Regions from separate parts of the Mus musculus genome. Here all the other regions are linked to region 1. A link is a contact called in public Hi-C, HiChIP or PLAC-seq and promoter capture Hi-C data. All regions are on one chromosome and are shown on one strand. The core of a region is the stretch at or near the end of the contact, and the rest is flanking DNA. Distances in the headings are between cores, read along the strand shown.

The links. Promoter capture Hi-C pulls out the DNA fragments that hold promoters and counts their contacts. Hi-C and Micro-C count contacts between places; a contact is called where the count stands out from the background. HiChIP or PLAC-seq counts read pairs in DNA pulled down with a chosen protein or histone mark. Capture Hi-C pulls out chosen DNA fragments and counts their contacts.
Region 2: a promoter capture Hi-C map of adipose tissue shows a contact between it and region 1, with 3 times the contacts expected there. The contact joins the promoter of Slc36a3os here to the promoter of Uqcrq in region 1. A contact is called at or near these places in 1 of 484 Hi-C or Micro-C datasets (B cells) and 2 of 9 other capture datasets (adipose tissue and liver).
Region 3: a contact with region 1 is called in a FOXA1 HiChIP or PLAC-seq map of pancreatic cancer cells. The contact joins the promoter of Ube2b here to the promoter of Uqcrq in region 1. A contact is called at or near these places in 3 of 39 promoter capture datasets (embryonic stem cells, liver and pre-B cells), 1 of 484 Hi-C or Micro-C datasets (uterus) and 5 of 115 datasets of contacts at active chromatin or transcription factors (astrocytes, embryonic stem cells, extraembryonic endoderm stem cells and 2 more).
Region 4: a contact with region 1 is called in a Hi-C map of B cells, with 6 read pairs. The contact joins the promoter of Cdc42se2 here to the promoter of Uqcrq in region 1. A contact is called at or near these places in 1 of 484 Hi-C or Micro-C datasets (B cells) and 2 of 9 other capture datasets (liver and pancreatic islet).
Region 5: a contact with region 1 is called in a promoter capture Hi-C map of liver, with 4 times the contacts expected there. The contact joins the promoter of Rapgef6 here to the promoter of Uqcrq in region 1. A contact is called at or near these places in 2 of 39 promoter capture datasets (liver and pre-B cells), 1 of 484 Hi-C or Micro-C datasets (B cells), 2 of 115 datasets of contacts at active chromatin or transcription factors (astrocytes and pancreatic cancer cells) and 3 of 9 other capture datasets (adipose tissue, liver and pancreatic islet).
Region 6: a promoter capture Hi-C map of embryonic stem cells shows a contact between it and region 1, with 6 times the contacts expected there. The contact joins the promoter of Vdac1 here to the promoter of Uqcrq in region 1. A contact is called at or near these places in 1 of 39 promoter capture datasets (embryonic stem cells), 2 of 484 Hi-C or Micro-C datasets (embryonic stem cells and muscle stem cells), 12 of 115 datasets of contacts at active chromatin or transcription factors (cardiomyocytes, differentiating embryonic stem cells, embryonic forebrain and 5 more) and 1 of 9 other capture datasets (liver).
Region 7: a contact with region 1 is called in an H3K27ac HiChIP or PLAC-seq map of extraembryonic endoderm stem cells, with 16 times the contacts expected there. The contact joins the promoter of 9530068E07Rik here to the promoter of Uqcrq in region 1. A contact is called at or near these places in 5 of 39 promoter capture datasets (the SN4741 cell line, cranial neural crest, embryonic stem cells and 2 more), 1 of 484 Hi-C or Micro-C datasets (embryonic stem cells), 11 of 115 datasets of contacts at active chromatin or transcription factors (astrocytes, embryonic forebrain, embryonic limb bud and 7 more) and 1 of 9 other capture datasets (liver).

The regions. Positions count from the first base shown.
Region 1 is chr11:53,429,446-53,432,278 of GRCm38.p6, forward strand. Uqcrq (ubiquinol-cytochrome c reductase, complex III subunit VII) reads right to left here and starts at 1,386. Exons shown (of 2, transcript NM_025352.3): 1 at 1,091-1,386. The coding sequence starts at 1,244. It also overlaps a transcript of Gdf9 not described here.
Region 2 is chr11:55,135,585-55,138,417 of GRCm38.p6, forward strand. It overlaps Slc36a3os (solute carrier family 36 (proton/amino acid symporter), member 3, opposite strand), which reads left to right and starts at 1,415. Exons shown (of 2, transcript NR_167707.1): 1 at 1,415-1,583. It overlaps Slc36a3 (solute carrier family 36 (proton/amino acid symporter), member 3), which reads right to left. Exons shown (of 11, transcript NM_172258.4): 6 at 1,705-1,789.
Region 3 is chr11:51,999,061-52,001,893 of GRCm38.p6, forward strand. It overlaps Ube2b (ubiquitin-conjugating enzyme E2B), which reads right to left and starts at 1,431. Exons shown (of 6, transcript NM_009458.5): 1 at 1,233-1,431. The coding sequence starts at 1,276. It also overlaps a transcript of Cdkl3 not described here.
Region 4 is chr11:54,786,355-54,789,187 of GRCm38.p6, forward strand. It overlaps Cdc42se2 (CDC42 small effector 2), which reads right to left and starts at 1,349. Exons shown (of 6, transcript NM_178626.3): 1 at 1,206-1,349.
Region 5 is chr11:54,521,398-54,524,230 of GRCm38.p6, forward strand. Rapgef6 (Rap guanine nucleotide exchange factor (GEF) 6) reads left to right here and starts at 1,448. Exons shown (of 29, transcript NM_001252494.1): 1 at 1,448-1,721. The coding sequence starts at 1,653.
Region 6 is chr11:52,359,357-52,362,189 of GRCm38.p6, forward strand. Vdac1 (voltage-dependent anion channel 1) reads left to right here and starts at 1,495. Exons shown (of 9, transcript NM_011694.6): 1 at 1,495-1,796.
Region 7 is chr11:52,394,954-52,397,786 of GRCm38.p6, forward strand. It overlaps 9530068E07Rik (RIKEN cDNA 9530068E07 gene), which reads left to right and starts at 1,475. Exons shown (of 3, transcript NM_153117.2): 1 at 1,475-1,650. The coding sequence starts at 1,515.

The DNA of each region.
Region 1 (2,833 bases), core at 136-2,635:
TTGATATGGCCTCCTTGAGTGGACAGACAGACCTCAAACAAGAGATCCACCCACCTCTGTCAGTCCATGTCCTCCTTTCTGACTTTCAACCAATTCTGCCTGTCCTTCTACTGTCCCTAGCTTCAACTGTTTGTTTGGTTTTGGAGAAAGGGTTTCTTTCTCTGTGTAAGCCTGGCTGTCCATGAACTCAGGGATCTGCCTGCCTCTGCCTCCTAAGCACTGGGATTAAAGGCATGCGTGCGTGCTGTGGCTCAGGGCATACCGAGGTGACTAAGGGAGTAAGAGAATGGCAAATCCCTCAGGACTTAAGTCACAGATGATTGTAAGCCACCATATGGGTGCTAGGAATGGAATCTGGATCTTCTGAAAGAGCAGGAAAGATGTTGAACCATCCCCAGCCCTAAGTTTCTGTTGCTGTATTAAGACAAGCTCACAGTATAAGGCCCTTGCTGGTCTAGAACTCCCTCAAAACTACATAGATCCACCTGCTTCTGTCTCAGGATTGCTGGGGATTAAATGTAGACACCATTATGACCAGAAACTACTTTTAATAAGAGGTTCAAAATGGTTATAGTACACAACCATTTTATAAGCAACCAAAACAAAGATATCAGCCCAGGAAGATGTGGCCTTCGCTTTCCTAGTTAACACCAAATTAAAAAAAAAAAAATCACGGAATTTACCTAACATAATCTTCACCATTTTAAAAAGTACTGTTGTGCTGGCGCATGCCTACAATTCCAGCCAACAGTCCCGAGGAGAGGGCAGTAAAATCTCAAGTTTAAGGCCAGCCTGGCTTCTACAGCAAGATCGGGCCTCAACCTCTCCATCAAATTTAAGTGCACCTTCACGGATATTCACAATGCCATGAAACCGACAGCAAAATCGGCCGCACATCTAACACAAGACACTGATTGCATCAGCCTTTCATCACAGATAGTGGCCAGCGATGACCTCAGAGGGAGCCGTTGGAGTCACCCAAGTGACCTTAGGCCAGTCATTTCGATATGATAAGAACTCCTCCACGTCTGCCCCGCGAGGGCGTCGGAAGGAGAGGTGCGCGGCTGTACCCCGCCCGCCCCGCACTCACGCGGCGCCACGCGCAGGATGCGCTCGCGAGTGCGGCGCAGCACGTTGGGGATGCCTTTGCTGAAATAGCTTGGGAAGGCGCGCTGCTCAAAGGGCGACAAGCTGTAGGAGATCACGTGCCGTATCCGCGCCAGGTTCCCAAACTCGCGGCCCATGGTGACGGCGGCCCTGGGACAGAAGATAGACGCGTGGCTCAGTCTCGCGAAAAACCTCCCACGGCCTAACACCGACCCCCAGGATCGGTCACCTCTACCTCCAGAGCTCTGAGCCGGCTTTCGCCCGTCACTTCCGGGAGGAGCGGAAGCCGAGCCTAGAGAACGTGAAGTCATTTCCGGGAACTACCATTTTCTTTCGATCTCAAGGGGGAGACTCAAAAAAAAAATTGTCAGTTGACCTGAGTGGGCGTGGCCTGACCTTCGTGTAGCCGGAAAGGACCAGTACCAAGAGGGCTGGGCGGAGCTTAGAGGCGCTTCTAGCGACACGTGGGTGGGGCTTATAGAGGTGCTTGTGGGCTTACGGTAAGTAGTGAACGCACGGGAGAGGTTGATGTTGCCAAGGGGCGGGGCTTGAAGAGGAATGGTGGCTTGGTGGGAGGGGTGCCAAGCAAGTGGGCGGGGCTTATTAGCCACCCTGGGGATCTTAGGTGGATACGTCCGTAAGGTCCCCCGTCGAGAGGTGCACGGGGCGGGGCCTATAGGTGCATGGGGCGCGGATTAGGGTGATGGGCGTGGCTTAGGAGCACCTGGGTGTTCCAAGAGGCGGTCCTTTCCGCTCAGTACCAGGCCTTTGCATAACAGCCGGCAGCTGCTCAAAAATTAAAAAGAAAAAACAAAAAGACTTGTTCTCCTCGTTCTTCTGCTGTCCCTTACTCTCCACCAGGTATATGTGGTCCTCATAACCAAAAGGGCCTTCACTGACCACAGTACAAAATTAAGGACACGGATCTAGAGCTTTGGTACACACTGCCTAGCAAGCCACTGGCAGGCTGTAGACTTGTCCAAGATGTGACATAAACGTTTCTCCCAGTTCAGCCACGAACGAGTGTGGCAGTTGTCAGACGCACATAGTGGTGATGGGAGCCAAGGAGAAAGTGGTGGGTTTGGGCTGAGTGTGTCATCAAACCCAGACCCCACTCTCTAAGGAACTGTTATGTTTTCTCTAAAGTGCATTCATTCTCCTAGCTAATATTATCCTGTGGGACTCACCGCCCTTTCTCCTCCTCTCAGTGGCTGTAAATGGGTTAACTGGCTGTAAATAATCTGGCAATCAAACTGGGGCAGTTTGGCGGTGAGCTTCAGTTTTGCAAGAGTACTTCAGCCTTATCTATCTGGTGCTGGGCAAACTGATTTTTTTTTTATCCTGTGTCATTAGTGTGTTTTGACTTTCTCCCAAGAGATAGTCTCCTTCCAAGGGGTGCTAGATAGCCTTTCATGGTGCACCTGCACATTCTCCCCCCCACCTCCACCCTGCCCCCATTTTCCTTAAACATTATCTAGCTTGATCTCACCTCCAAGGCCGGGACACAAATACTTTAATCAAGGACTAAAACACTGTCCTGATTTCTGCCATCTGGGTGGTTGGTTAAAGAATAAATACGATGTCTATTTAATTGCATTTGCTGATGTCTCAAGATTTTTCAACCAAAGTATAGTCAAGTGAATTGTAGACCAAAACAAGGGCATCAGGATATTGTACTGTCACTACATTTTAAAATATGTATTTGGTATGTAAGTGCTAGGGGTGT
Region 2 (2,833 bases), core at 165-2,664, 1.7 Mb after region 1:
AGACATTATTCACGACTTGTGTGACATTTCAGTATAGCCAGATATCTTTTTTTTTTCCGGTGCTAGAGGGATGGCTCAGTGGCTAAAAAACACTGGTTGCTCTTACAGAGGACATGAGTTTCATTCCCAGTACCCACACTGTGGCTCACAGTTCCAGGAGTGCCAATACCTTCCTCTGACTCTCATGAGTCTGTAGTGCACATATATTTATGCAGGCAAAACATTCATGCACATAAAATAAGTGAATCCTTAAGACATTTTTAGATTTACTTAATTTTATTTGTATGAAATGTTTGCCTATACATCATGTACATGCCCAGTCCTGGAAGAGGCCAAAAAAGGAAGTCAGGTCCCCTGGAGCTGGAGTTTCAGATGGCTTTGAGCCACCATGTGGGTGCTGAGAACCGAACCCAGGTCTATATCCTCCGAAAGAGCAACAAGTGCTTTTAACTGCTGAGCCATCGCTACAGCTGCATCAATACGTGTCTTCTCTGTGTCTCTGCACTCATGTGTGTGGTGCTGGGGGCTCCAGAGGACAAAATCAGTAATGTTCCTCAGATGTGGCCCTCCTTGCTTTTGAGAGAGGGTCTCTCATTAGCCTGGTACTGGGCAAGTTAGGCTAGGCTGGCCCTCCAGTGAGCTGCAGGTATCCGTCTGCTTCTGCCTCCTCAGCACTGAATTACAGCTGCAGGCCAGAAAGCCTAGGTTTTTTTTTTTTTCTTTTAGATTTATGTATTTATTTTATGTATGAGAGTACACTGTAGTCAGACACACCAGAAGAGGGCATCGAATCCCACTTCAGATAAATAGTTGTGAACTACCATATAGTTGGTGGAAATTGAACTCAGGACCCTTGGAAGAGCACTTGGTTCTCTTAACTGCTGAGCCATCTCTCTAGCCCAAACCTGGCTTTTTTTTTTTTTTTTTTTTTTTTTTTTTTTTAAATATGGGGATCCTGGGAGATGGTACCCAGGCCCTTGGGCTGGCAAGACAAGCAGACAAGCACTTTAGACAGGGTCTCGCATATCCTTCAGAGTTGGCCTCAGCCTTGCCGCATAGCTGAGAATGACCTTGAACTTTTGATCATTCTGCTTCTGTTTTCCAAATGTTGGTGTTATGGATGTGAACCTCTGTGTCTGGTTTTGGGTGTCCTGCATTTTACTGGGCAAACCTAACCGCCTTACTGTAGTGCGTGTGATTCTGACGATGGGAAACATTGAGCATCCTGAAGCCCAAAGGCACAAGGCTCTTTCTGTCTGCTAGACAATCTCTTCTTCCCTGTGAAGTGGTGGTTTCCCCGCTCACATGACTAGAAAGGAGTTTCTGTTACATTAGCACATCCTTTTTAGACTTTGTGGGTGAAGCGGGGCGGGGCTGAGCATTGAGCATCCTCTGCTCAAACAGTCCCTCTGTTACAAGGCACACTGTTCTTCCTGTCTGGCTGGGTGTGCTCCTCTGTCTCACAAAGCTGTTGTAAAAGAAGGCTCTGTCTGACTTGCCTGCATTAGGAACGAGATGAGGGGAACGTGACCGCTCGTTAGATATCTTGGATGTGACAACTTGAGATGCTTTCCAGCCTAAAGGTTAGGGGCTTTGGCTTTGCTCTGGTCTCAACTGTGGTCTAATATGGGCAGACACTAACAGCCCCAGCATCGGGAGGTCTGCTCTCCTCCCACCCACTCTGCCCAGAAGACCCCTCTTTACCTGTTGTAAGTTGTCCGCCAGAAACATGAAGTACACGCTGCAGAAGCCCAGCTGAGTGACGATCAGCAGGAAGCTCACAACGTACCTGGGAAGGAAGACAAGGACAAGGGAAATAAGTTACTGTTTAGGATGGATCTCATTTTCTTTTCTTTTCTTCTTTCTTTTTTCTATTTTTTAAAAAAAGATTTATTTATTTGTTATATGTGAGTACACTGTAGCTGTCTTCAGACACCCCGGAAGAGGGTGTCAGATCTCATTATAGATGGTTGTGAGCCACCATGTGGTTGCTGGGAATTGAACTCAGGACCTTTGGAAGAACAGTCAGTGCTCTTAACCGCTGAGGCATCTCTCCAGCCCCCCACCCCTTTTTTTTTTGATTTCCTTTTCAAAACAATTATTTCTGATGGTTTTATTTTGAGAAATGTCTGACCCACAGAAAAAGTTGGTTGTACAAGAGAAATTAACAGCCATAAACTCTGGCTTTGGAGAGTTAGTTTTTTGAGATAGGGCCTTGTGGTGCCCAGGCTGGCCTCTGATTAGCCAGATAGCCAGTGTGACCTTGAAAACCTGATTTTCTTGCCTCTACTCTGATAGTGCTGGTGTTACCACAAAGCCAGTGTGACCTTGAAAACCTGATTTTCTTGCCTCTACTCTGATAGTGCTGGTGTTACCACAACCACCCACATCCATTTACTCTAATGAAATTCATTTGTAGTTACCTTTGGCCTTGAATTGCATTCTGGGTATTATAGTCACAACACACACACACACACACACACACACACACACACACCCCACACTCCCCAAAAGTACTCAGTTCAATTCAGTTCATTTCAATGATAATTTCCGAAGTCATGAAATATCTACTTGAAATACCATAGGCATATTTCTCTTAGTTCTTAATAGTCAGAAATCAACTAACAACAAATATGTAATTTATATATTTTAATTATTTTACAAATATCTCTTTCTTTGAGGGGGAGGGCATAGTCTCACATAGCCAAGGCTAGCTTTAAACTTCATATATAGCCCAGACTGCCCCTGAATTATTAATTCTGCTGCCTCTACCTTCTAAGTGCTGGGATTGCAGGTTTGCCACTGTATCTGACTTAACTTTTATTTTTTTTTT
Region 3 (2,833 bases), core at 181-2,680, 1.4 Mb before region 1:
TCTTGAAAAACAAAAAACAAACAAAAAAAAAGCAAGCAAACAAACAACAACAAAAACCTGTCCATCTCACAAAGTATGTTGTGATTTTTAAGTGGACACTTGGCAAACTGGTCAACCTCAAGCAGATTAGGTCACTAACAGGACTGAGAGGGACGAATTTACTGCTTCATTCCTCAATTGTGTGGCTAAAATCAGCAACGAATTAAATGATGAAGTTGTCCAGGTCCCAAGACAATAGCTTCCAAATGCCTCATAAAGGGCTTTTTTTTCTCTCTCTCTCATAAAGGGCTTTATAATGGGAAAGTTGAGCAGTTGCTTCCTGAGAGGCAAATCTAAGTTTTTATATTACAGATTTGTCTCAATCACAGCGGGTCTGCCCAGAAAGAAAACTAGTATCTAGTCTACTGTTTCTGCACTTGTACGTTTCCAAGGAGAGGTAAACAACTGGGAGAGGTCATCTTCTTCCTTCAAGCCCCACATTTCCTATAAACCCCTATTTTCCAAAAGGAGGCCCAGGTGGAGTATCAGATTAGCTCCAGTCTGACGGAAGGCATTTTTCCAGGCTGGGGAGGCTATAGATAGGCTTTTATTCCGCGGCCAGATCTTAGTTCCAGAAGGCACTGGCAGGCCAAGTGGCTAGCTCCAGGCCCAGGTTTCCCGAGCCAGTTCTCAAGGTCCTTCCAGGTGGGCGGGGGCAGATCGGGTTTCGGGGGATGGGCTAACCACCTCCGGACCTCGCGCAGCAGACCCCACCCTCACCACTGCAGAAAGGGAGAGATTTGGGGCAGTATTCACCCCAACCTCTCACTACCAACAGGAGATCACGGGGCCCTGTAACAAAGCTGGACTGGTCCGCCAGGCGAGGCCGGAGCCTCAGGAGCAGCTCACTCGCACCACCTGGGGAGGGGACACTGCAGGGTGCAGAGGCGGGAGGTGAAGCGTCTGCATCTGCCCTAGGTGGGCCTCTGGGACACCTAGGCCCAGCGATGGCCACCTTCCTACTTTTGGGGGGGAAGGGCAGGAGGCTGTAGTACCGACCATCTTTACTCCAGACAGAGGGAGGTATGAAGCGAGGGAGTAAGAGCCACCGGGAAGCCGGGACTGCCGTGGGTCCCGCAGGCCCACTGCCCGCCTCCTCAGGGTCACCAGGAGGAAGATATCCGGAATCCCCGCCCTACAGTCCATGGCTTCGGGAAGAGGCCGTCATATTGGGCTAAGACGAGGGCCCTTACCGCTTGAAATCCCGCATGAGCCTCCTACGGGCCGGGGTCGACATGCTCCGCAGCTGCCCCGCGGTCAGTCTGAAAGAAAAGAGTCCCGTTCAGCCCCCCCACCCCCCGGCGCAGCGGCCGAATCACTGTGGGTCGCCGCCGCCACCGAGACTGCACAAACAACCCTGCAATGACGTCTCCCTCCGCCGCCTCCAGATCCCTCCGCCCTCCGCCAGTACCACCGCGGGAGGGGGGAGAGGGGGCGGGGCGAGCGGGCGCGCGCGCCGCACCGGAGGGGCAGAAGGCGGCCTTCCGGGCTTGTTGCTTGCGGGCAACTACGGAGGATCCGCTCCGTGCTCACGCTGAACACGGCCCGGCCCAACGCCCTCGGAGCCCACACGCTACCTCGCCTCGCTCCCCCCGTCGCTAGTTTCAAGTTCGGCCGGACGGGGAGAGAGTGGTGCATCCGGAGCCTGAGATTTCGGAGGAGAGGAGGTGGGGGGGGGGGTGACGTCAAGTCACGTGACCGCCAGCGCCGCTGTCAACAATCCACCCCTGAGGGGGAGGGAGCGAAGTATCTAGAACCACGTGTGCCTGTGACGCCATCAGAGCAGGTCACGTGATGGCCTAGCCTGGCTCTGGTTTCAGGTCTAACAAAGCAGGTCCTTGAGTATAAGGAGTTGACACCTCTAGTCATACATTATTCTTTTGGTCCCAAAGTACTGGGGCTTTGCAAAAGGAGACATTGTGGAAGGAGCCGCTTGCATTCTGAGTCTTTTAAAACGGAACAACAAAAAAAAAATCTGGACTTAATTCTGTGTTTCAAGTGGCTTAGCAACTCTGGTACGTGGGACAGGTACTGAAAGTGTGGCAAAGCCTTGTAATGAACGGCTTTGAATGCTAGGTCGGTGCAAATGAGATGGGATTAAGGGCATTTGCATCAATAGCCTGTTCCTGCTAATGGAATTTCCATACTTAGAATTTATACAGAAATGAGAGTGGAATAGATTGCCCAAACCTTAAAGACTCCATCTATGGAGTCTTTGAATTGGAATCTGTGAATTTGCCTGCGGTGGGGCACAATTGTGTTTTTCAAGAAGTGAGTGGGTGTGATTTTAGAGCATATCAATGCTGCTGGTTGTCAAAGAAACCTACAAAAATGATTCAGATCAGGGGAGAGATCCTGCAGACATGGGTGGGAGTTAGAGCTCGACTCTGAGGTAACTCATTACAAGCTTTATACAATAGCAAAGAGGGACCAAATGGACCGGAAGTGCGGTGTGGGGGGTTGATTCATAGCCGATTCCCGAAGCATTGACCACCACAGCCCCCAGCTGGCTCCTGGAATTTCCGTGCTCAGCTTCTAGCCCTGTATTGGGGATTTGTTAGTTCTAGGGACCGGAACAGTGTAGTAGATGCGGAATTCTTTAACTCAAGAAGGGGGAAGCGCATGAGACTCCACTGCTCACTCTTTCACATGGTTCCATGAAACCAGGAAGGGTTAACCTTTTTCACTGTCCTTATCCCTTCTTCCTTCAAACAATTCTCTTGATTTAAAATGACCTTGAGAACCCAGCGTCTTGGTGCATCCTGCCAATCCCACCATTCGGAGAGTGGAAAGG
Region 4 (2,833 bases), core at 99-2,598, 1.4 Mb after region 1:
CTCTCTCTCCCTGGCTCATAGAGATCCAAGACTGACCATGCCACAGTCCCTCCAAAGCCCACACACATCTTTACTCCTACTACATAGAAAGCTAGACCTCAAAATGCACCCCAAACATCTTTCTCAATTATTTTCAAAGAAAAGGAGAAATCAGGCCTGCTGAGAAACAGAAATCTGTAAGCCAACTTCTCTCAAAAATTTCACATCTCAAAGGTACTATCTGCTATGCTGGCTGGCAATAATGACCAACTAATTATTAATAGTTTACATGGGGATGGGGGACAGAAACTTGCTAGGCATTCTTTCCAATAGTCCTTTATCTGAGTCAAGAAGCTATGTGCCTCATCTTACTAGTAGGAACAGTTCTGTGTGGTGTTTTAAGATTCATTCATTATATCAATATTTTACTAAGCAAGGGTCCTTTAAGAGCATTTAATTTTCTTTCTTTCTTTCTTCCCCCCCCCCCCTCTTTTTGTGGCGGGTGGGAGTACTGGGGAACTGAACTACTCTGGGCCGCCTCCTACATGCAAGGCAAGTTCCCTACCACTGAGCTGTACTCCCAGGCCCAGAACGTCTCAGTGCTGCGCTCTGCACATCACTACCAAACTCCTCCAGGAAAGCTCGGCAGTAGCAATCACTGCCGCTAAAACGGAATTCCCAGGGTTGCCTGAAATCAGCCGGCACCGGGCTGCTCCTCAGCTCGAAATGCGGACGTCAGCGAGCCGCTACCTACCACACCCGTTAGTAATGCTCACCACCGTGGCCGCGAGCTCCCGGTGCAACAACCTGTAAGAGTCGCCGCAGCGACTGCGAGGCAGTGGCCCGGCTTCCTCTCTCGGGGTCCCAGGCAGGCCGGGCGGGAGTCGGGGTTCGGGAGCCCAGCCGCTCCGCGCCGGTCCAGACTGGCGGGGCTGCGGACTGGGGGAGGGGTCCGTAGCGCCTCCCCCATCGGGAAGGTGCAGGCTACGGTGAAAGCTGGCCTCACGGAGAATGAAGAGAACCATACGCCGGTCCTCGCGTGAGGACCTCGCCCAGACTGGAAAATGGAGCCGCCGCAGCCTCAGTCAGTCCGCAGCCCCAGTCTGCTGCCCCAGTCCGCAGCGCGGAGAGGCCCGGGCCGCGCTCGCCCTCAACCTTCCGAGTGGCGACCCTACACTTGGCGCCTCGGGCGGCGGGGCCAACGTGGGGCCCTCTCCCTCACTCACCGTCGCCTTTGTCTCCGCCGCCTGCTCCAGCCGCGCGGCTCCGAGCGCCGGCTCCGAAGCTTCCAGGATCTCCACACACCAAGCAGCTGCGCTCCCCGCTTCGGGCTCCGCCCTCCCGCCTAGGCTCTGGCGCGCAGAGGCGGAGCCACAAGCGGTGTGTGCGGCTGCGCGGCTACGCCCCCACTACAAGGACACGCCCTGTCCCCCCCCAGTAGGCGGGCTGGTAGCTGTGAGGCCCCGCCCAGTGAGGGAGTGGCGAGACCTAGGGGATGCTAGGCGCGCAAAGAGTGACCGCTGGGTGGGCTACGGGGAAGATGGATGCCGCTGCCTCGCGCCACAGCACCTTCCTGTCCGGATCCAGCCGTAGACGTGCCCGGGCGAGCAAGGCGCTGCTAGGCAGAGCTGGCCAGCACCAGATGTCTCTCACGCTCAGATCACGTTACTTTCAAGGAATCAGAATCACTGACTCATTGGAGAGTCAAGAATATCTACCTGGCATTTGAAAAGTTCGTCTCTGTGACTTCTTGTGGGATCGTTTTTTTTTTTGGTTTTTTTTTTTTTTTTTTTTTTTTGGTTTTGCTTTGACGTTGTTTGAGGGAGGGCCTTTTTGTAGCCCCAGAGTGGCCTCAAACTCACTATATAGGTAAGGATGGCCTGGATCTTGTGATCCTCCTGCCTCCGTCTCCCAAGCGCTGGGATTACTAGTGTATGTCACAAGCTTAAGGACTTTTGGAGTAGAACCCTGGCTGACCTGGAACTCACAGCAGTCCTCCTGCCTCAGCCACCACATTTTATGACTACATTAACTTTACACTTTAGGCACCCAGAAGCAAGAAACAAATGGACGCCTTCCCACTGAAATCTAGCCACACATACTCAGACAGGGAGCTGCATGACCATCACTATTGATAGGAAATTTCTAGCTTGTTCAGTGACAAAACTGGAGTACTCCTTGGTTCCTCTTATTCTCAATTTCACATCCATTCTGTCCATAAGGGTAATTGGCGTGGTTCTACATTCAAACAAAAAGAAAATCAGACTGTTCATCTACATTGTTTCTGTCATCCGTGGTCCCAGTCACACTTCAGTGGCTTTCTTAAATGACCTCCCTGACCACCATCAACAAACTGTGTTGTCAAAACAAGAGGGAGAATATCCTCCCGCAAGGAGAGTCAGCTCATGTCTCATCCGATCAAAATCCACCAGTGTTCCCGTTACTGTAGAAGATAACATCTTTACAATGGCTGACAAAGCCTCTGAGATTTTTTTTTTTCCCTATAGGTCTCAGAATTCATCTCCAGTCTCACTGGTGCTTGCAATGTCCAGTCTATACTCAGGGACTAGGACATTCTCTAATGTCTGCCTTCTCCCCTCAACTCCACTCAGATCTTCTTTAACAATGATGCGTAGCCTAAACCCACTTCTTTACATTGCTACAGGCTCAATCCTTCCCCCATCTATCTGCCCTTGTTCTCCTGTTCCCAGAACAGTCTGCACAATTTATTCTGTTAATTTTGCTCCTGTCTTCCCCACTAGAAGCTGGGTGTTTGGGTTGGCTGGATTTGATTTCTGCAGTGCTGTAGGTGAAACCCAGGGCCTTGCTCTGGCTTGGTGAGTACCACACACAT
Region 5 (2,833 bases), core at 198-2,697, 1.1 Mb after region 1:
CGCCATGGCATGGCAGGAAAAGGCACTTGCTACCAAGATAATCTGGGTTTCATTCCTCGGGACCCAGATAGTGAAAGAAAAAACACTCTCCTATAAGATGTTTCCATGAGCACAGAGGTACATGCCACACACAATAGAAACATTAAAAAAAAAAAAACCTAAACAATAGGCTGCAGAGATGTCTCTGTGGTTTATGAGCAAGCAGTGCCCTCGGAGAGGGCCTGAGTTAAGTTCCCAGCACTCATGTCCATTGATTGACAGCTCCTGTTACTTCTGGCTCAATCTGGGGGCCAAAATAAACCTAGGGTTACTTTTATCATAACAGGAATAATAACAATCAGTTTTTGCAGCTTTTCTTGTTCCAAAGGACAAGTAACAAAACTGAAGCTGTCTTTATTTTGTTAGAGACTAGAATGTAAAATTCAATACAAAACGGAGTGGAGAGGTTTGCTCTGAGCACTGCTTAGGTTAAAGCAGCCCCCACCCACTCACTCTCACTGCCCAGATTTTAGTCAAGGTTGTTAGATTAGGATGGAGGCAAGTGGAAATAAAAGGGCAGATCTACCTCCACAGAAGTTCTGTCCTTTAATCAGAACAAGTGACACCAGTTTCTCCACGGGAGTGGAAGCTGCACAGGTGGTGCAGAGGGCCTGAAGTTCTATAGGACGGGAAAAAACCTCTGGGATATAAGATTTCACCTGCGGGTCGGTTCCCCTACAGTCTCAAAGTGCTAAATAAATACCAAGTTGGCATGCTGATCTTCTCAGAAGGCAAGGATTCTGACAGCCCACAGGTGTTATCTGTCAACTTTCGAATCAGGAGTTCCTTAGTCCACCTGAGGCTTTTTGGTCATTAAACCCTTTAAAGGAAAATCCTAAAATTCTGCACACAGAAGCCAAGACAATCTGGTGCACGCTAGACCAGCAGGCTACTCTGAACTATAGCTCTAGTCTTCAAAACGCTTTTTTCTTTCTCTCTTTTTTTTTCTTCTTCTTTTTTTTTTTTTTTTTGAGGCAGCTTTCACTATCGATTTCGTGGTTTGTTTTTGTTTTTTAAAGTCGCGTAGAATACGCCACAAGGTTGCGGTGGGCTAGGTGCGCGAGTACTGCCCCGAGATCCGTGGCTTGCGGAGCGGTGCGTGGGCTTCCCCGCTTGCTGAATGGCAGCCTCGATTTCCGCGGGGCCATAAGAGCCCCGCGGTTTCCGGACTCGAGCGCTAAACCAAAGCATCTTACCCACAGCTCTACCCGATAGTCTATTTTTGGCGACGCCCTCGTAGCATTTCCGGAACCTCAACCGGAAGCTGGGTATGCGGAAACTACAATCCTGTAACCGAGGCGGAGTCTCGCGAAGAAAAGCCAAGCCGCTCATTCTCCGCCCCCTCCACGCCCATCTCTCTACGTCACGGCCAGGCGGGCGTTAGTGTGCGCGTCGTGCGCATGCGCATGCGTTCTCGGCCAGTCTCGCCCCCGCGCAGGCGTCTTTCTGGCCAGTCGCGCGTGGGCTGAGGCCCTGGGCGGGCGTTGCGAAGACTTGTTTGCTTGAGTTTGGACCCTGCGACAGTTCTCATTTCCCTCCCGGTGGGGCTGGCGTACACCCGGAGCTGGAGAATGGGCAGCTAGACGCAGGCTAGGGAGCCTGTGGCTGCGGACATGAACTCGCCCGTGGACCCCGGCGCTCGGCAGGCACTGAGGAAGAAGCCGCCCGAGCGGACTCCTGAGGTAAGGCCGGGCACTGGCGAGCACTGCTCGGCCCCGACCTGGCCGTAGCCGCGCAGGGTGATGAGCACCTTTCCTGCCGCTTCCTGCCGGGGACTTCCTTGTACTTGTGATAAGAAAGCACCGTTACTGTTGACTGGCTTCTGAGTTTGTGTGTGCTCAGGTGGGCTGAAAAACAAGCTGGGAATAATGATGTGTAAGAGACAGTTCATACCATAGCCAGTGTGTGCTGTGCGTTCATCTCAGATACTGCACAATTGCCCCCAGAAGACAGGTTTCCAATGTCCGTATCAGACTCTGCGTCAGCCAGATAGTAGTAAGTCCCGTGGCGGGTGATGCGTGTCGAGTGGTTCCCTGGTGCTTTTTCAAACTTTCCGTGGGAAGTTTAAGATTATTTGTTAAGTTTTCTTGGTTTGAAGACGTTTCTATAATCTTAGTGGCTATGTGTATTATACCAAAATTAAAAAAAAAAAAAAGGAAAACCCAACAGCAATGTAAATGCAATGAGTCGTCTTGTTTGAAGTTGCAGTAACTGAAATGAAATGTTTTAATTTTTAGTCACGGGAGTTTCATACTTAGAGTTCTTTGCATAGAAAGTCTCAAACTTTGGGTAACACTCTGGGACATGACTTTGTTACAGCCATTATTGAAGTTGTGATGTGTCCAGCTTGCTTCCTGAAACCTTGATCTTTGCATAGTAACAAGGCACCTGCCCACCCCTTTCCAGGGGCTACTTTTTCCTACTTATAATTTATGAATCAGCTTTTCTGTGGTGATTACCATTGTAATGTGCATTTTAAGTTTTATTTACGAACATTATTTAGGTAATGAAGGAAAACCTTGTTTCTCTTCAGGTACCGAATTACTTAGTTTGAAATTGAGTCTTTTTAAGTAGAGGACGTTTTCTCAACTGTTGGGGAACTTATGCTTGGTCATGTGTGCTGTGTTGAGGACTTTTATCTTGTGTTACTGGAATAGCAACATTGTTGAAGGGAATATTAACTGCTTGGATTCATTGGCTGTATTTTTGAATGAGTGTAGAATTTAGGTTACTAATAAATCATTATCCAGAGTGCTAGTGATGCTTTATTTTGACAAAGAGTTCTATGAAATTC
Region 6 (2,833 bases), core at 245-2,744, 1.1 Mb before region 1:
GACACAAGCCACTCGCTGAGTTTTAGGTAAGTGCCTTACCAGTCCTCTGCATCTCCATTCATTTTAAATTAAAACCAAGACTCCCAGGGCGCTGAACGGAGGTGGCGCACACCGCCTTTAATCCCAGCACTTGGGAGGCAGAGGCAGGCGGATTTCTGAGTTCGAGGCCGGCCTGGTCTACAGTGTTAGTTCCAGGACAGCCAAGGCTATACAGAGAAACCCTGTCTCGGGAAAAAACAAACAAACAAACAAACAAAAAACAAAAACAAAAAAAAAACCCAAAAAATAAAACAAAACAAAAAAAAAAACCAAGAAAGACTCTCAGGGCGAAGTTCCGAGAAGCCAGACTTTCTGCCCACCCACGACACACAGCCCTGGGCATCAGGGCTCTGGGTCAAGTGTTAAGATTCTTGGAGACAAATCTTGTGTCCCCAGGTCTTGTCCTTCCGACTCTGCCTCCCTGTACGCCCCTGTGACTCAGCAGCTTTCCCTGCCTGGCTTTAACTCCGGGAATGGGCTGGGTGTTTGTTGCCGGGTAGATAGAGCTGCAGACTTGGGAACAGGTTCTTTCTAATGCAAAGCAAGCCCTGTACCACGGAGCTATCTGTTTGCCCACATTCTATTTCGAAGGGCTTTCCCTCATAGTCTTAACTAGATATGGGCTTAGGCCCCCTTACATTCCCTCTCCTCGGCCTCTCTCTCTCTTGGTTCCCTTCCTTTAGCCCACGGAACAGCATTTTCAATCTAGAGTGGCTGCGGATGCCCAGCTGTCTTGTTCAGCTACAGCAGGTTGTGAGCAACCACCTGGCGTCTCCTCTACTGGACCCCAAATGCCTGAATTCTCCTCGGACGTCTGTTAGTAGAAGGCAAAGGGTGTGAAGTCTTCACTCACATGTGATTTCACAAACTCTCCAAACCTGATTTGGTTAGTCTTGGTGTGGCACGCTCAACAGGGCAGGAGGCCACGTGCTGAGACCAGGCTGGGAAAAAGTGTCCGCCCTCTCTACACTGCAGGAAAGCAGACATCCAGAACCCGCGTGACCTCACGTAGCGAGACTCCGCAGTCTCACAAACCCACTTTGTCTTTTTTAATTTCTTAAATGCTTGGGAAATGGCGGAAAGAGGCTTTGACACTAGGGAAGATTGCACGCAACTTTACAGTGCGGAGCCGGCTCTCGGGAGAGTTTAATTTGCAACTGACTCGCTGACGCACGCGGGCGTGTCGCAGGCTCCGGAAATCAAGGTTGGAGCAGAGGGGACAGTAGCCGCTCTGACCTATACAGCGCCACTTCCAGAGCCCAGTGTCCCCACTGGGCCTCCGAGTGACTTGCAGCCTCGGCGACTCCGGCGACACTATCCGCTGAGGTCCCTAGGCCACCGCTCTGTGTGCCGGAAGCTCCCCTCCCCCTCTTCCCAAATGCTTCCAGCAGCCTGGAGGCTGCAACAGTGACCCGCGTGTCCCCGCGCACGCACACACCTCACGCACGTCAGACCCACGCCTCCCTATCGCCCCGTGCCAGAGTGCACGCAGGCCTTTACGCGCGGCCACACATGATCACAGAGCCGCAGAGGGCGAGAGCGCGGCTCGCGAGTGGGAAGAAGACCCCGAGACTGGTCTGGGCGCTGTCCGGGGTGGAGCCGAGGGCGGAGCTTCGGGGTCCGGCGCGCAGAGCTGGGGCGTGTCCGCGCCGCCGCGATCTGCGCCGCTCCGCCCTCGGCCCGTTCGCTGCGCTCCCAGCCTCCTCGCCGCAACCCCCGCCGTAGCTGCCGCTGCTCCCGCCGTCACCGCCTCCGAGGTAGGCGCAGCGGAGAGGGCCTGGGCTATGCCTGAGTCCCCAGGGCCTCGGGTCGCGCTCCTGGGAAGTCTCCAGGGAGGCGATCGAGGGAGGTTCGGGCGAGGGCGCTGGGCCTAAGCGCTTGGCCCCGGGAAGGGTGAACCAGGGACGATCATTGCGGGCCTGGAGGGGCAGCGGGCTTGTAGAGGAGGCCTGGAGGGCGGGCGCAGAGCGGATCTCCCAGATTCTAGCTCGAGCGTTCAGAGCACCTGCATTTGGAAGCCAGGGGCGGTTCGAACATGCGAGGAGCGGAAGGGCAAGGGCGGCCGCGTGGAGGCCCGGCGGGCCGCGGGTCTAGGTGACCTTCCCGGCGGCGCCCTCTGGCTCTAGATCCCGTCGGTGTGGATCTGGTAGAGACCCTCCCACGGCCCAAGCCCTTCCCCACCAGCTCCAAGGGCCTGTGCAGACCCAGCTTCCTCCGCCGAGAGGACGAACTCCAGGCACGGCCATGCCCTGGATCCCCCAGCCCCTACACGCCCTAGCCGGCCCACGCCCGGAGTAGGTGGCGCCGGGTCCCTCCCGCGCATGCCAGTGTCTTCCCGGGCGGAACGGGCTGCCCTGAGTGGACTTAGGCCGCAGGAACAGGGACCTGGGCCTGGACTGAGAGCGAGACCCCATAGGGAGCCATACGCTTGGCCTCCTTGGCCTCGGGGACGGAGTCCGTGTTCTGTGTCGCCAAATGCAACTGTGCATTCTGGAAACTGTTTTCAGGGCCTGACATCAGATTGGAGGCCCGCAACTCTACACGGTTTGTCCAAGGTCACACTGGTAGGAAGATTTAAAACTTCAATCTTCTCATCTGCGAAATAGGAGCAATTATATACACTTCACTGAGTTTGGGGGAAAGAATAAAATGATCCGATTAACACGAAGCCTTGGGGCATGCACAAGGACACCTTAGAAACCTTGACATTTGCCTAGGAGACCTAGGAGCTTTTGGGGAGGGTTGAACTCATCCTCCACAGACTTTTATTTTATTTTATTTTTTATTCCACATG
Region 7 (2,833 bases), core at 225-2,724, 1.0 Mb before region 1:
GTAGAAAGGGATTTTGAATGCCGGTGCCTGGCAAACACAGAAGTGGATGCTCACAGTCAGCTATTGGATGGAACACAGGGCCCCCAAAGGAAGAGCTAGAGAAAGTACCCAAGGAGCTAAAGGGGTCTGCAACCCTATAGGTAGAACAACAATATGAACTAACCAGTACCCCCGGAGCTTGTGTCTCTAGCTGCATATGTAGCATAAGATGGCCTAGTCGGCTCGGCCATCATTGGGAAGAGAGGCCCCTTGGTCTTGCAAACTTTATATGCCTCAGTACAGGGGAACGCCAGGGCCAAGAAGTGGGAGTGGGTGGGTAGGGGAGTGGGGGGGGATATGGGGGACTTTTGGGATAGCATTTGAAATGTAAATGAAGAAAATACCTAATTAAAAAATAAAATTAAAAAAAAAAGGAATTTTGAGGCCAGCCTGGGCCACTTGAGATCTTGTTTCAAAACCAAAACCAAAAGGGTGCTGGAGAAATTATTCAACAGTTTAGAGCAATTGTGCTTGTAGAGGACCAGGGTGTGGTTCCCAGGAGCCACATGGGGTGGCTCATAATCACAGCAACCTCCAGCTCCAGGGGAGTAGACGCCCTCTTCTGGCACTGGAGGGCATTTGAACTTACACACAATTTTACTCTTTCTTTATTGTTTCTTTAATGCTTATTTTATCATTATTATTTTTTGAGACAGGGTTTCTCTGTGTAGCCCTGGCTGTTCTATAATCGCTTTGTAGACCAGGCTGGACTCGAATTCACTTAGATTTACCTGCTTCTGCGTCCTGAGTGCTGAAACTAAAGATATGCACTATCACACCTGGCTAGTTTTAATTCAGAAATGATTGCTTGCATATATGTTTGTGTACCCCATATGCCTAATGCCTGTGGAGATCAAAAGAGGTCTTATAGTCAGATCCCCTGGAACTGGAGTTAGAGGTGGCTGTGAGCTGTTTAATCTGAGTGCTGGGAACCAAACCCAGTCCTTTGCAAGAGTAGCAAATGCTCTCAACAGCTGAACATTCTCTCCAGCTCCATATATATATATATAATCTTTCTTAAGTGTATTAAACTTGTGTGTAGTTGTTTTACTTATGAGTTTCTGCATCAGTTATACGTCTAGTGTTTGAGGATGCCTAAAGAGGGCACCGTATACCCTGGGACAGATGGGTGTGAGTCCTCACATACAGGGGTGCTTGGAATCGAACCCAGGAGCTCTGGGGGAATCAGCCAGTGCTCTTAAGCGATGACCCCTGAAATACATCTCAAAGATGACAACGATAAACCACAGAGCAAAACAAAAAACCACCAGTTGAAAATAAATCCGTCCCATTCGCCTTTTTTTTTTTTTTTTTTTTTAAGCACCCTTTTCTACACTCCCACGCTAACCTTTCGGGTTCAGAGATGCAACGTCATCACGCCGGGACGTAGCTGCTTCGGGAGTGCGCTTCGGACGCGTATCTGACGTCACCTCGCAGAACCTAGCAACAGCGCAGGCTCGGGGGCCGAGTCCGTTATGGCCGCCTCCGCCCTGGGCAGAATGTGCGGGGCTGCACGAGAGAAGCTGTCTCCCGGGCCGGGCGCCCGGGGCCTCGGGGCTCTGGCGCGATCTCTGGTGCTGGCGTTGCTGCTCGTGCCCGTCCTGTGCTCTGGTAATGAACGCAGGGAGACGGCGAGGGACCGGGTCGGGCCCGACGGGGACGGAGCGCCGCCGACTCACGGTGGTTCCCACCGGCCGAGTTCCCGCGCCCAGGGCTGGGCCCGAGTTGGGAAGCGCTCCCAGTGCGGTCTCCCCAGGCCTGAGAAGTGGGGTTGTGAGATTCAGAGACCCGAGTAGGTGGGCGGGGACGGGAAGTCCCCGTGTCGTGGACGGAGTCTCTGAGAATACACTCCCTGGAGGAAGGGCGCTCGGTGTGGAGGGGGGAGGTCCCCAAAATGGGGAGTACAGAGATCTCGCAGACTGGATAGGAAACAGGCCGAAGAGATAGTCGGAGTTGGGGAGAGTGATGTTAAGAGAGATGCTTGAGGTTAGAGGGACAAGCAAGGCTAGGCAAGTTTTTGTTTTGTTTTCCCCTTCGAAATGGTGAGGTCAGAGATAAAGATAGGGACAGCGACCCAGTGTTGGGACTGAATTGATTGACTGTTCCAGAGTGGAAGAGGGGAGGAGCTGTTTGTGGATTCCATCTCTGAGGTCTGAGAAGTTCTGGGGCTTTTGGTGTAGAGGCAGAGTCCGGGGACGCTGACCGGCTGAGGGCCTTGGAGGAGGAGTAGAGTTTAGAAACAAAGGGAGAGAGCGTGTCTGCGGCAGATGCCCTTCCTTGAGCTGAGGTTTTACCGAACGCCCTCTCGCCTCATTTGAGAAAAACTTTCTTTTCTTGCAGATGCTATAGCATAAATCAGGATATTAAAGCCGTTCTTGAAAGTGAAATCTGTAAACCGAGGCAGAGATTTAGCAGGAGAAACTGAGCATTGTTGAGTAGTCATATTTTTCTTTCTGTCCAGCGTGCAATCATTTTCTCCCCAAGTCTTTATTGATTTTTTTTTTCAGATGAAAACTTAATGTGAACTGGGGCTGACTTCCTTCTTTGCCCAGGGAGACTCTCCAGCCAATCACCCGTCCCTTTATTACAGTGCTGGGTTGCATACATAGTTTCCTTCCTCAGCAGCACTGAAAGCAGGCAGCTGACTGCCCTAACTGGAGGGTTTTGGAGTCTGTGGGAGGAAAGACTAGGTTTTCCAAGGCTCTTATATCTTGGGTAGAATGTAATGAGGATTTCCCTGGTGGATGCAGACATAATTTTGATCTTTAATCATCTAGAGCAACAGTCTGTAACT